Regions from separate parts of the Mus musculus genome. Here regions 1 and 3 are each linked to region 2. A link is a contact called in public Hi-C and promoter capture Hi-C data. All regions are on one chromosome and are shown on one strand. The core of a region is the stretch at or near the end of the contact, and the rest is flanking DNA. Distances in the headings are between cores, read along the strand shown. Region 1 overlaps Amfr (autocrine motility factor receptor). Region 2 overlaps Gm26843 (a long non-coding RNA gene). Region 3 holds the start of Amfr (autocrine motility factor receptor).

Region 1 (3,921 bases), core at 104-2,603, 370 kb before region 2:
ACCCTGAATGACTGCATGCTTTCTTTCAGCGGTCGGATAGCCTGAGGCCTGCACTGAACAGCCCAGTGGAGAGGCCCAGCCCTGACCTGGAGGAGGGAGAAGCTTCTGTCCAGGTGAGGTCAGCTTACCAGGAGCTGTGCTGCAGGAGTGCAGCGTGGTCCTGCGTTACTTACGGCCACCTTGCCCTTGGCAGCAACAGCTTAAGGGAAGAGCTGTGTATTCTGGTTAATAGTTGGAGAGAGTTTTAGTCTGTCACAGTGGGGAGGTGTGCTGGGGTAGTTGAGTTCATGGTGACCAGATCTTTTGATGGAGGAAATTTCATCATCACAGGCTAGAAAGCAGTGAGCAGGGCAGAGACAGGAGAGGGTTATCACCTTGGAAGGCCTGACACTAGTAACTTACTTTTGCCTGCTAGACCCCACTGTTAGAGTCCCGTTTCCCGTATCACATTCGTGATTGGAGCAGGCCCTGGTGGTATGCCTCCTCAGAGCCCAAGACTCCTGCTTCTGCTTCCTGTCTGGCAAAAGTTCCAGCAGACACTTGTGTAGGGGTGCACTTGTCAAGGGAAGGCAAAGGCCTGTGTTAACAGCTGCCTCTCTGTCCAGACGGAGCGTGTACCACTGGACCTCAGTCCTCGCCTAGAGGAGACCTTGGACTTCAGTGAGGTAGAACTAGAGCCTATTGAGGTGGAAGACTTTGAGGCCCGTGGAAGCCGCTTCTCCAAGTCTGCTGATGAGAGACAGCGCATGTTAGTTCAGCGCAAGGATGACCTCCTGCAGCAGGCTCGAAAGTGAGTTGATTCTCCAGCCCTAGTTGGCACACATAAGTTACGGGGCAGATGGCAGTCGGGTGCCAATGTGTCTCAGCCTATACCTGAATTGGCTCTGAGGAGGAACACTGTTAACCCATGTGACAGACACAGGTAATAAACCGATACTTAGGGTGGTTAATCCTGCCAGGACCCGAGGGAGGTCTGCCTTTAAGATTCCTCTTGAGCACTGTTCCTTGGACCGGCAGTCTGAGCCAGGCACCTGCGATCCATGAGTTCCCTGCAGTTGGTGGTGGCTGGAGCATGCACTGTGCTTGGGGGTGGGAAGAAACTTACTTCAGTTCTTGCAGCTGGGTTGTGGGCCTTGCACAGACCTGTTGCCATAAGACCCAGTGCTGTCTGTGGGAGGGAGAGAGGGAGAGCAGAGAAAGTTGAACTGCCATTTGATCATCCTCTCCCTGGGAATTATGTTCATCCATGGACGAGTCTGTGCTGGCCTCCTGCCTGGCTTCTTCCCTCTGCATCCTTCTTGGCTCTGCCTTCTTCCTCGCTTCCTCTCCTTTTATAGTTTTGGGTTGAGTACAGGGTTTTACACACACTGAGCAAGCGCCCTGCTGCTGAGCTGCACTGTACCCGAGCCATGGGCAAGGCTCTTCTCATCACAGGATGGGCTTGAGTGACAGCTTTGTGAAGATGCCTGTGGAGAAGGGGAAACTGTCTTCCCGTTTCCCATCTTTCTCTCTCTTGTGGCTTTATTTCTTATAGGCGGTTCTTAAACAAAAGTTCTGAAGATGATGGGGCCTCAGAGAGACTCCTCCCTTCTGAAGGCACATCCTCTGACCCCGTGACCCTGCGCCGAAGGATGCTGGCAGCCGCTGCTGAGCGGAGACTTCAGAGGCAACGGACAACCTAGTGCTTCCTCACCTTCCTCAGCCTCCTGCCCAGCTCTACCTACCGGAAGAGGCCTGTCCCAGTTCTGCCTGCTGTGTGGAGACCTGCGACTGCATTGCTGCTGCATAAAGCATGTGGTCTTTAGTGTGTGGACAGCTGACAAATTTAATCCTTTGTAATACTTTCTTTGTGACATTTCTCTTCCCCTTAGAAACATTGCACATTTTAACTCTAGGCATGGCCTCTTCTGGTGTTGACTGGACTTGTTGGGAGTAGGGGACGAGCAAAAAGAAGTGGGCACTGGGGCGCTCGCCTGCCTGCAGCAGCTAGTTTGAATTTCTGTTTTGATATAAACCACAGCAGATGTTGAGTATTTTAGCACCACAGCTGGAAGGAAGCACGGATCTTGGGGAGGGTGCATAACAGCAGTCAGAAGGTGCGCAGCAGGAGCCTGACCACCACTATGGCAAAGTAGCCTACGATTAAATGCTGTGCTTAGGGAGGAGGCCAGTCCCACAGGCGCCTGGACCTCTAGACCAGCAGGACATGGTGTAGAAAGAACTGGTTTGGTACCTGGAGTAGAAAGAGGAAGCTCAGGGCTGCAGAATGAGGAGGCCCTTTTCTGCCCTTAACATTCAGGACCAATCTGAGCCCAGTCCCCAGCTGGCTTCACTTCCGTCACTCTGGTGCTCTCGCATCACAGAAGCTTGCCCCCATGGCTGCCGCCTCTTCCTTTCCTTTGGTTATGACTTTAATTCCTTGGTCAACCCAATTAGGCTATGCTAAACATATGGGTTTGATCCTTGGAAAAAGGCATGGGGCCTGCCCAGCAAGGGCAGGGGTGTTTGGAGGACACTGCTGAAGAAACACCTTTCGTATCTTTGTCCCTGGAGCCCTTGAGTTCCCTGCTTTTGTTCCTGTGGGTCTCATTAAACGGAAACAGAGGATGTTGAATAATCCACATGCCTCAAGCAGACTCGGTCCCAGATCGGCTCAAATTCTCCACGTATTTAAGGATTTGAAACATGCAATCATAGGATACATAGTTTTATGTCCCATTGGATTAAGGTTTTTTTTTTTTAATGTTTCAAAACATAGTTTTATGGTAGTCCTTTTGGGAAAAATCCAGTATTATCTAAAATTATTGGCAAAGTTAAATGTATTTTACATACCTGGAAGTTTTTAGACTGTTGATAAGTAACTGAGAAAGGATAACAGGCGCCTAGGTGAAGATAATTTATTTCAATAAATCTTTCAAAAGCCTTACCTTGAACTGCTGTTAGTTAAATTCCTGTGGGTTTTTGTTTTGTTTTACTTTGTTTTGCTGAGAGCGTAGCAATTTGTTTTTATTGTAAAGCAACAATAATAAAAAGGAAAATCTCTTGTAGTGTGGTGTGGGGGCAGTGGAGTCCCACGCTGCTCTGTGTGTGCCGTTTGGGTTGGGGTTTATAATGCTGTTCAACTGGGAGGGGCGTGGTTTATAATGCTGTTCAACTGGGAGGGCGTGGTCGCTCCTGTGTTTTACTTGGAGGAGGAAGCACTGAGCTTGTCTTTGACACCTTTCCAGGCTGCACATGAAAATAAAGGGGAAGCTAAGTCCACTGTTCTTCCATTTCAGATGTCGGAAGGTGGGAACCGCTTGCAGTCCGTTTCGGAGGGTCTACAACATTGTAGAATATTGAACAGATGTAAATGGAAGTGCCTTAACATGGCTTAAGATGTCCAAGGAGAGACGCCCCAAGTCTATGCTTGGTTTGCTCCCTCTGTAGATGGGTTGGGTCAAAGGGAAGCTGGTGATGAAGTAATCTGAAGAGTCAAGGGTTCTGGGTGCAGTAGAAGGCTTCATCATTTCTTGGGGACACTGGACAAGTGCTAAGTGAAGGCACCAGCTCCAAGAGGCTTCTGGGTCATTTTGGAACTATTCTGTAGTCCTCTTTTCCTTATTGGCCATATTTAATTTTTGTCTTCTTGGATCCTTAATTTTTTCTTTAAGCTTTGGCACTTTTATGTAGCAGAGAGGGTGACCGACTGCAGATTTACACTAGGGTTGGGTTGACTTTTGGGTGCTCAGGTAGCCTCTGACCTTCCCTAGAGCGGTGCAGACAGTGCTCGTCAGTTTGCAGCCAGCAGTCCTGACCCTTCCCTGAGAGCTCTTTGGTAGCTGGGAACACACAAGTAGGCTTGTTAAGGAGTTGTGTCTGTCTGCTTTAGAAGGCTCTCTGTCCTACCTGAAGATCCATTCCCCATGTCTGCTTTCAATA
Region 2 (3,982 bases), core at 1,136-3,635:
TCTTCATCTGCTTGTCTGTATTTAGCTCCAAGCGAGGGATATGAGAAAGGACCTCGGACTCACTCTCAAAACATTTCTAGTAAACCCAGGAGTTGTTACCTGCTGGGTCGATGGTGCGATTTAACAGGCAGGAGGTAAAACAGGAAGGATCTGAATTCTTTTTGCTAAACATACTGTCATCAGATCTGCTGCACTGACAGCTGCTGGTCTCCTGCCAGGTGACAGGTGTTTCCAGGGTCTTGTGCTAGACCTTGGATGGTGCCAACGCTCTGGAGTTGAGTTAGTTCATAGTCCACATGTATCTCAGAATACGCCGGGAGCTCACAGCTGATGGAGACTTGGGGTCTGACACTCCCCACTGCCTTCCTCTGTGACTTGGGATAATAATTCCTAATACTTCCCTGGGTCATTTTCCTTTTGTAAAATGCCCAAATCAGCCATTTTCAATCTTAGCTGCCCATTGTTACAGCCCAGAGGTTTGTTTGTTTGTTTGTTTGTTTTTAAAGTAATTCTGATATCTGAAGGTCCACAGCCAGTAAATCTGTGTTAAATGATAAATTTCCCACATCTTAGTAATTGATCCCTGACTTCTGGATTGGACATATGGCTTTGACCTTTTGATGGTGCAAAAAGTGATATATACTTAGTAAAAACAAAAACAAAAACAAAAAACAAAACCAAAAAATAGCCTTTTTCATTTCCGACCTTTTTTCAAGTCAATGATGGTATTTTCTTATCATGGTGTCAGACAAAGGAAATCAAAAATATTTTGGAGTGGCCTGTGTGGCTAAGTTGGCACGTTTGGTAGATCACATCTATGGAATAAACTTAAATTTATAGTAGTTCATCTAGCTCTAATTCCATTAACCTCTGTTTCCCTTATAGGCAGTGTTGATAGCCAGCAAGCCAGCCACATGACTGTTCTCAGAACTAAGGATACCCCAGCAATGGCTGTGTGATCCTTGGAGAGTCAGAAGGGCAGGGCCAGCTTACAGCTTTGGATTTACTCAGTAATTCAAGCTTCCGTCTCCAAGTGATGAAGACAATGAGCGTAAATAATACTATAATTGGACTAGGTGTGAAGAGACTTAAATGCTCCTTCCAGGTTCTCTGATCTGTTTAAATGTGTGATTGAAAAGTCAGCATTTCCCATCATGTGAAGGGGCGTGAATGTGTTCGGAAGGCTTCATACATGATGCAAGGGCAGCAGCCTGAGAAATCCTAGAGTCTGGCTGCTGCTGCTGAGGTCTTTCAGCTCTGATTCGGAGGTCCCCAGGGGCAATGATTCAGTCCCTCCTCCCCATGCTGGAGCCACTTGTTGACAGTAAGCTCAAGAGAAGTCACTGTTTGTAAGCTCAGCATCAGTGTCCCCCGAGAGTGCGGCCAGCTGGCAGCAGTGCAGAAAGAAGTAAACACATTTGACTTTTCTCTATTGACAATGCCGCATATGTGATGCTCAAGAAGACCGGATGTCTGTGTCAAGGCAGCAGGCTCACTGAGGCTTCGCATCAAGCCCAAGGGCAAGCCCAGTTCTTGCTAGGTTTACTGTGTATGTTGGTCCAAAGGTAGGTAGCCAGACGCAGCTATTGCCCGGAACCCAGTTCAATCCCTGGAACAGAAAAAAAAAAAAAAAAAAAAAAAAAAAAAAAAAAAAAAAAGAAAGAAAGAAACATCTTTAGAGACTGTCTCTTCAGATCAGCCCTCCAGAATGGCCACCTCGATGCTGGAAGAATCCAGAGCTAGCATAATGAGCAGAGATTAGCAGATTGGAAGCAGGTTTCCGGGCTGAGCTCCGAGCCTGCCCCTGACATGGAGAGATCTTGCCGGCAGTGCCTCTTCTCCACCACATAGCACGTGGCAACTTAGCGGCAATGAAATTCATTGTGCGCAATGGAGTGTCAGTTGCTTACTGCTAATGGATGATTTCAAATGGGGAGAAAGATTTATTCAGTAAGTCAAGCATACGTTTCCAAGAGAAGATAACTGGGAGTAAAAACAATTACATGGTTAAACGGGAAATTTTAAACACATCTCCCAAATTCTCCATCAGTCTGTGTAATTTGAAAGGCTGTGGGGATTTGGTTCAGCAAATTATTAATCGAGATTCTTTTCTTTTCCCTGTCTGGTAGCCATTTCAACATGCTAGTGATGGGTGTGGAAGAAACAAGGGGCAGGAGTTTGGCAGCCTCTTGCAGTCCCGAGGCTTGGATTTCTTGGGATTTAGTAGGCTGTCCTTGTGGTGGTCAGAGAGGGCTCAGGAATACTTTGCTGACATCAGGCAAGAATCCAGAGCCCTGCTCAGAGCGCCTTCAGAGGACATCTGGCCAGCTTCATTGTGACAGTGAGGTCCAGATTAGGAAAGGATCACACGAGGGTCGATTGCGGGGCTCTTTGCCAGGCCTCGCCACTGTTGTTTCTACGGAGTGGGAATACTAACACTGGCCTCAGTGAGATGTGCCAGGGAAGAACGGGAATAGGAAGGAGATACATTTAGTCCCTGGAAAGGTGGGGAAGGATTTGCCACGTACTTATTTACATTCATTCTGTGAGGATCCCACGTCTTTTACCACCTTACCAGCTGTGCCTACAGCGAGGTGAGGCTCCTGGTTCCCTGTCCCCCCTGCGTTGAGCACAGGCATAGGCAGACACAGCCCCTGACATTTTCCTTGATGGTGACAGCTGGTGAGACTTTTGACTAAAGGCATAAAGAGCAAGCAGCAAAGAACAGTTACTGTGTTAAAAGCAGTTTAAAAAATGTGCTGCACCATCTGTTTGGCCACAGAGGTTTTGTGGGGCATGCGTGGGGTTGGGGGGGGAGCCTCATCTCCCACTTCTGGGTGTCACCTTGGTCAGGGCCAGCAAGGAGAAACTTTTCCAAGACTGCAACCTTTGTCTTTTACTTACCTCAGCCTCTCTTTCTGCTCCCCATGCAAAGCCTCATCTTGGTTTTTTGAAAAGACATTTTCTCAACTTCTTCAACTGCTGATGAAGTACCAGATCTGTAGATCGTAGTGGATTGGCTCAAAGGTGGGCTTTTGCTTTCAGCATTGATTATGTAAGCTGGCACACTGTAAGAGAAATAGGACTTAGGATAGTATCTTAGCTGAGGACGGAGCTCCGTGGTAGAGCACTTTGTGTACAAAGCTCTGGGTTCAAATCCTAGGCTTCACTCTGTGTTTTCTTTCACATCTTAAAGTAGTCCACCTTTTTTTCCTGCTGACATTTCTTATTAAACTCACATCTGGTATATTTTTCAGTTTTGTTTTATTTTGTTGTTGTTGTTGTTAAAAAATTATAACAATACGTGTTCTAATTAGTTATCTCCGTGTTACACGGAAACTATTAATGTTGTTTGCTAATTTCACACACACTTCTTTTGATGAATTCATGTTTAATTACATGAATATCTTGGCGCTTGTATGTTTTTGATGTAGGTCATTATACTGATTGCAAATATCAACAGCTTTGTCTCTTTCTGTTGAGTGTTGAATTTCTTATTTCCTTCTCTTGTCTGTCACTGAGCAAGCTTTGAGTACAACATTAATAAGTAGCAGTGCTTCTGAGCATCTGCTCTGATCCTGTCTCCAGCTATCACCTGTGCTGTGAGTCCAGGGCAAACAAGCGTCGTTTGTTGTTTCAATAAAAAAAAAAGTATTAAAAGTTTATCAAATTTCAGCGTGTTAAAATCATTCGCTGAGATGATTTTAGTCTATTGAGTCACCTGGATTGTTTTTTAATTTTGTATTCGCCTTACATCCTGGCTCTAATAAACTACTGGTTTTGATTTTCTGATGTTTTATGTAGGGATTTTATATGTTTACTCCTAAACAAAATGGTGTCTTTCACCCCATATCCACTGCCTTTTCCTTGTCTAGTTTTGGTACTTCGTTGTGCTAGACACATGAAATGAACTGAGTAGCCTTTATTTCCCTGGTATAGTGCAGTGAATGGAATTACAGCTTTCTTGAATGTTTGGTAGAAT
Region 3 (3,847 bases), core at 772-3,271, 410 kb before region 2:
CCCTGTCTTCAAAGTAAAGCTTCCAGTAGTGCAGCAGAGAGGAGAGGGAGGGAGGGAAGGAGGGAAGGAGGAGGAAAAGGGTTCGGGAAACAGAAGGTGTTTGCTTGGGTGTGGTGGTTCATGCCCTCCATTCTCTAACCCTAACAGGAGTTTCAGTAGGGGAATTGCCGAGAGCTGGAGGCCAGACTGGGTTAGACTGAGAACAAGCATCTCAAACAGGTCCTCGAAGGAAGGATGACATGCAGAGCACTTTCTTGAGGGTAAAGGAATAGAACAATGACTGTTCTCTTTCAAAACAGAAGCCATCCAAAATCTTTGGCCTTATCTTAAAGTGTAGCTGAGCTGGGTTAATTTCATCTGTTACAGATGCTGGATTTTCAGAGAGCCCACGCTTCTGAGATGAAAGAAGGCAGCTTTGTTATCATCAATATGAAAGGACAAGTTTGGTATCTAATACTGCTGGGTTGTAGCTTACATTGAGTGTGCATCACAAATGAATGGTTTAAAAATCATCGTGACTCAGATCTGACCTTGTAAAAATCTCTCTGGAAAATTACCACCCAAGTTTTTTTCAGAATAAAGATTTCCATTATTTGGACAATAGTGTTCCGGCTTGGTATTTTATTTTTACATTTAGTTATGTGTGGGGGAGACACAGATATGGAAGTCCGAGGACAACTTGGGGGAGTTATGAGAATCAAACTCCAGTTTGTAGCAAATGGTTCATCTCACAAGCCATGTTGCAAATGACTGGGAACGAACCAAAGGGAACTATATTGTACAAAGACTCATGATGAGATGTTTTTAAGAATTATAACAGTGGTTAATTTTCAGATTTAAAAGATCTATAGAAATATTTGGCATGAAAAAATACTACAAAGACAATTTCTCCACATTAGAAAATTTGGAAAATTCAAAGCTGTTTACAGAGCTACATTCTGGGATAGGCACTAACACATGGCTCGGGGATATAATAATTAAAAACTGTACCCTATGTTATCTTATGTAATTCACATAGATATAACCTGCTGTTTATAGTGTACAATTCAGTGACTTTGAGTGTATTCATAGTTGTATAACAGCAACTTTAGAAATTCTCACTTCAGGAAACTAGTACCCCAACCTGTCACTTCTTTAGCTGTCACCTCCAGTTCTTTCAAACTCCCCTTCTACTCTACATTGCATGCATTTGTCTTATCAGCGTGGTCACACAGAATTTAGATATCTGTGTGTGGCTTGATTCAGACATCGTCAACATTCTCTGATATTGTAGCATTATCTGTACTTTATTTTCAAACGCTATAATTCGAGGTTTGCCTCTCTGGTTTTTAGGAGTAGTGCTACTGTCAGCCTCAATGTAGGGACTTTGTGTGGGTGTCTGTTTTCATTTCTCTTGGATGTTTACTTAACAAGCAGTGTAACTGCCAGGACGAAGGTCACCCTTTGGTTTACCTTTTAGGAACAGGTATTTTCCAAGAAACTAAGCAGCATTTGACATTCTTACTTGTAGCTAAGAGGGAACAGATTTTTATTTCTGGTTAAATTGGTTCCTCCGTTTTAAAAATATTCTATCTCAAGGCTTCTCTTATTTCCTAAGCATCATGTCGCTTCTTTAGGACACCAAGGAAGCCTCTAGTCTACAGGGTGGTGGGATGGCGGGTTTACCAGCTTTGGCGGGGAGGAACAAGCGACAAGTGGCCAGGGGCAGGGGTCCCGCACCCTCACCCTGCCGCCTGACCACGCACACAGGCCTGCCGTCATTGCCTACGGGCCAGGCTCACCCCAGAGCCCGGCTCGGGTGCGCTCGTGGCTTCAGTGGGCCCAGGGTCGCCAAGGATGCTGCAGGGGGCCGGGACGCGGGGCCCCAGGCCGGGTCCTGTGCTCTCGGGGTTGCAGAGCGCCGGCTGTGGGCGGGGGACGAAGGCCGCGCCCCCGCGCCCGTCCCGCCCGCGTCCCGCTAGGGGCGGCGGCCCGCCCCGAGTCCGCCGAGGCTCTTCCGCGCCGGCAGGGGCAGCAGCGGGAGCGGCGCGGGGCGGAGCGGCGCGAGCAGCTAGGAGCGGCCCGGCTCGGCCCGGCGCAGCGGCGGCGGCAGCGGCAGCGGCAGCGACGCCAGAGCCCGTGGGCGCCTTTCGCAAGGCCGCCGCAGGCGCCTGGCCGCAGCGCGGGAAGCCTCGGGGGCCGGAGCCCGTCGCTGCCGCCATGCCGCTGCTCTTCCTCGAGCGCTTCCCGTGGCCCAGCCTCCGCACCTACACGGGCCTCAGCGGCCTGGCCTTGCTGGGCACCATCGTCAGCGCCTACCGCGCCCTCAGTCAGCCGGAGGACGGCTCGGGTGAGCCGGAGCCGCTAACGGCCCCACTGCAGCCCGAGGCGCGCCTGACCGCCGGCGGCCCCCGGGCCCGCGACGTGGCCCAGTACCTGCTGTCGGACAGCCTGTTCGTGTGGGTGAGCGAGGCTGCGGGCCGGGCGCGGGGGCGGGCGGCCGGGCGGGAGCCGCCATGTCACCCATTATCCGCAGGGGGGCGTGGCCGGGCCCTGACCCCGGCCTCCTCGGCCCGGGGACCGCGGCCCTCGCGTGGGGCTCGAGGCCCAGCGGCGCTGCGAGCGTGGCGGGCCGCGGAGAGAAGGTGTCGGGATGCCGGGGAGAACAGTCGAGGCAAGGGCGGTCGGACCCGCGGGCTCCAGGGCGGCGGGGTGCGGCGACCCGAGGCTGTGAGAAGCCGCGACACGTCCGGTTTAGCTCGGCGTTGTTGGGGGCGGCTCGCCGACGAAGAGAAGGCCGAAGTTAGGGGGACATTTTACTCTTCGCCAGACAACTTCGAAATGGTGCTATTTGTCAATGCGTTAGTCCCGATGGGCGCTATTTAACGAAGCAAACAGACCAGCTACGTCCTTTTATCTCACCCCCAACCACCCCCCGCGATGGTTTGTGACTGTTCCCTTTTTGACAGAAAGCAGCAAAACACTTTCGGGTCGGTGTGGCAGCCCCTCCTTTGAACGCGATTCCTCCGTTTAGCGATCCATTTTGAAACAAGGGTTCTAGTTTGTCTGCCGGTGCGAGATAAGCAATGTCCACATGCCACAAGTACTGGCTTCGTTTGTTACATCATTTTAGGCTGGGCAGATCTGAGAAAATTTTGCTCTCACCTTGCACTTGAGTGCCTCTTCTATGAACCCTCAGAAATAGGAAAAGTTGCTCCCGGATTTAAAAAATTGTCACTTGGATTTCCTGTGGCTTGGTGGGGATCGTATCTCCCCACACGGCGCCTAGAGAAGGCTGTAAATGACTGAGGGGTTAATGTTATAAGTTTGTAGAACTATAATGCAACTCATTTGTTGTAATTATTCCCACTGTGCTTCATCAGGAAGCAGCGGGATTTGTGAACTTCGTGGGCTGCAGATGACGCCTCCTGGTCCTTTGGTGCATAGTTTCATAGAAGGCAGTGAAGGGCAAAGTTCCCCTTTCTCTACTCCTAAGAAAAGATGAACTGTTCGTCTTTAGGGTAAACAACTTAGAATTATTATGTTGGGAGTGCTTTTGACAAGGGTGAAGACTATAGTGTATGTAGTCGTTGATACCTTGTTTTAAGCTGGAACCATTATTCTATTACTAGAACAGCCAATAGTATTGTTTAATGTTTTTTTTTCGTAAGTTTCTTCTTGCAAAACCCACGTTCAAATTCCAAGGTTAATAACATTTCATAAAACATTAATCTAAGGCCTTCCCTTTGGCGTTTCTGAGAATTGTCATTTTAAAGAATGTTCTTTTTCTTTGCACAGTCTTACCTCATATAGATTGATCATTCCTTCCCCTCCTTTGAATCCTTATTTCTCAGTTGAGCTTTATTCG

Evidence for each region. Promoter capture Hi-C pulls out the DNA fragments that hold promoters and counts their contacts. A called contact is a pair of places that touch in the nucleus more often than the background predicts.
Region 1: a Hi-C map of cerebral cortex shows a contact between it and region 2, with 1.8 times the contacts expected there. The contact joins two enhancer-like sites. A contact is called at or near these places in 16 of 484 Hi-C or Micro-C datasets (the 3T3-L1 cell line, 3T3-L1-derived adipocytes, brain and 11 more), 6 of 115 datasets of contacts at active chromatin or transcription factors (astrocytes, cardiomyocytes, embryonic stem cells and 3 more) and 1 of 9 other capture datasets (embryonic stem cells).
Region 3: a promoter capture Hi-C map of neural stem cells shows a contact between it and region 2. The contact joins the promoter of Amfr here to the enhancer-like site in region 2. A contact is called at or near these places in 11 of 39 promoter capture datasets (the 3T3-L1 cell line, 3T3-L1-derived adipocytes, the C10 cell line and 6 more), 1 of 15 datasets of contacts at CTCF or cohesin (the NIH/3T3 cell line), 1 of 484 Hi-C or Micro-C datasets (embryonic stem cells) and 5 of 115 datasets of contacts at active chromatin or transcription factors (embryonic basal ganglia, embryonic forebrain, embryonic stem cells and 2 more).

The regions. Positions count from the first base shown.
Region 1 is chr8:93,970,928-93,974,848 of GRCm38.p6, reverse strand. Amfr (autocrine motility factor receptor) reads left to right here. Exons shown (of 14, transcript NM_011787.2): 12 at 30-113; 13 at 606-790; 14 at 1,535-3,261. The coding sequence ends at 1,682. Among named protein-coding and RNA genes, the nearest start is that of Amfr, 40 kb to the left of the region's middle. Within about 2 kb of position 1,353, at least 30 of the 459 cell types and tissues checked have an H3K27ac peak or open chromatin away from gene starts, as enhancers often do. A contact at or near this core is called in cerebellum and cerebral cortex, where this site is marked.
Region 2 is chr8:93,597,349-93,601,330 of GRCm38.p6, reverse strand. All of the region lies in intron 8 of Gm26843 (a long non-coding RNA gene), which reads left to right. Among named protein-coding and RNA genes, the nearest start is that of Ces5a, 64 kb to the right of the region's middle. Within about 2 kb of position 2,385, at least 39 of the 459 cell types and tissues checked have an H3K27ac peak or open chromatin away from gene starts, as enhancers often do. A contact at or near this core is called in cerebellum, cerebral cortex, neural stem cells and 1 more, where this site is marked.
Region 3 is chr8:94,010,814-94,014,660 of GRCm38.p6, reverse strand. Amfr (autocrine motility factor receptor) reads left to right here and starts at 2,021. Exons shown (of 14, transcript NM_011787.2): 1 at 2,021-2,442. The coding sequence starts at 2,200.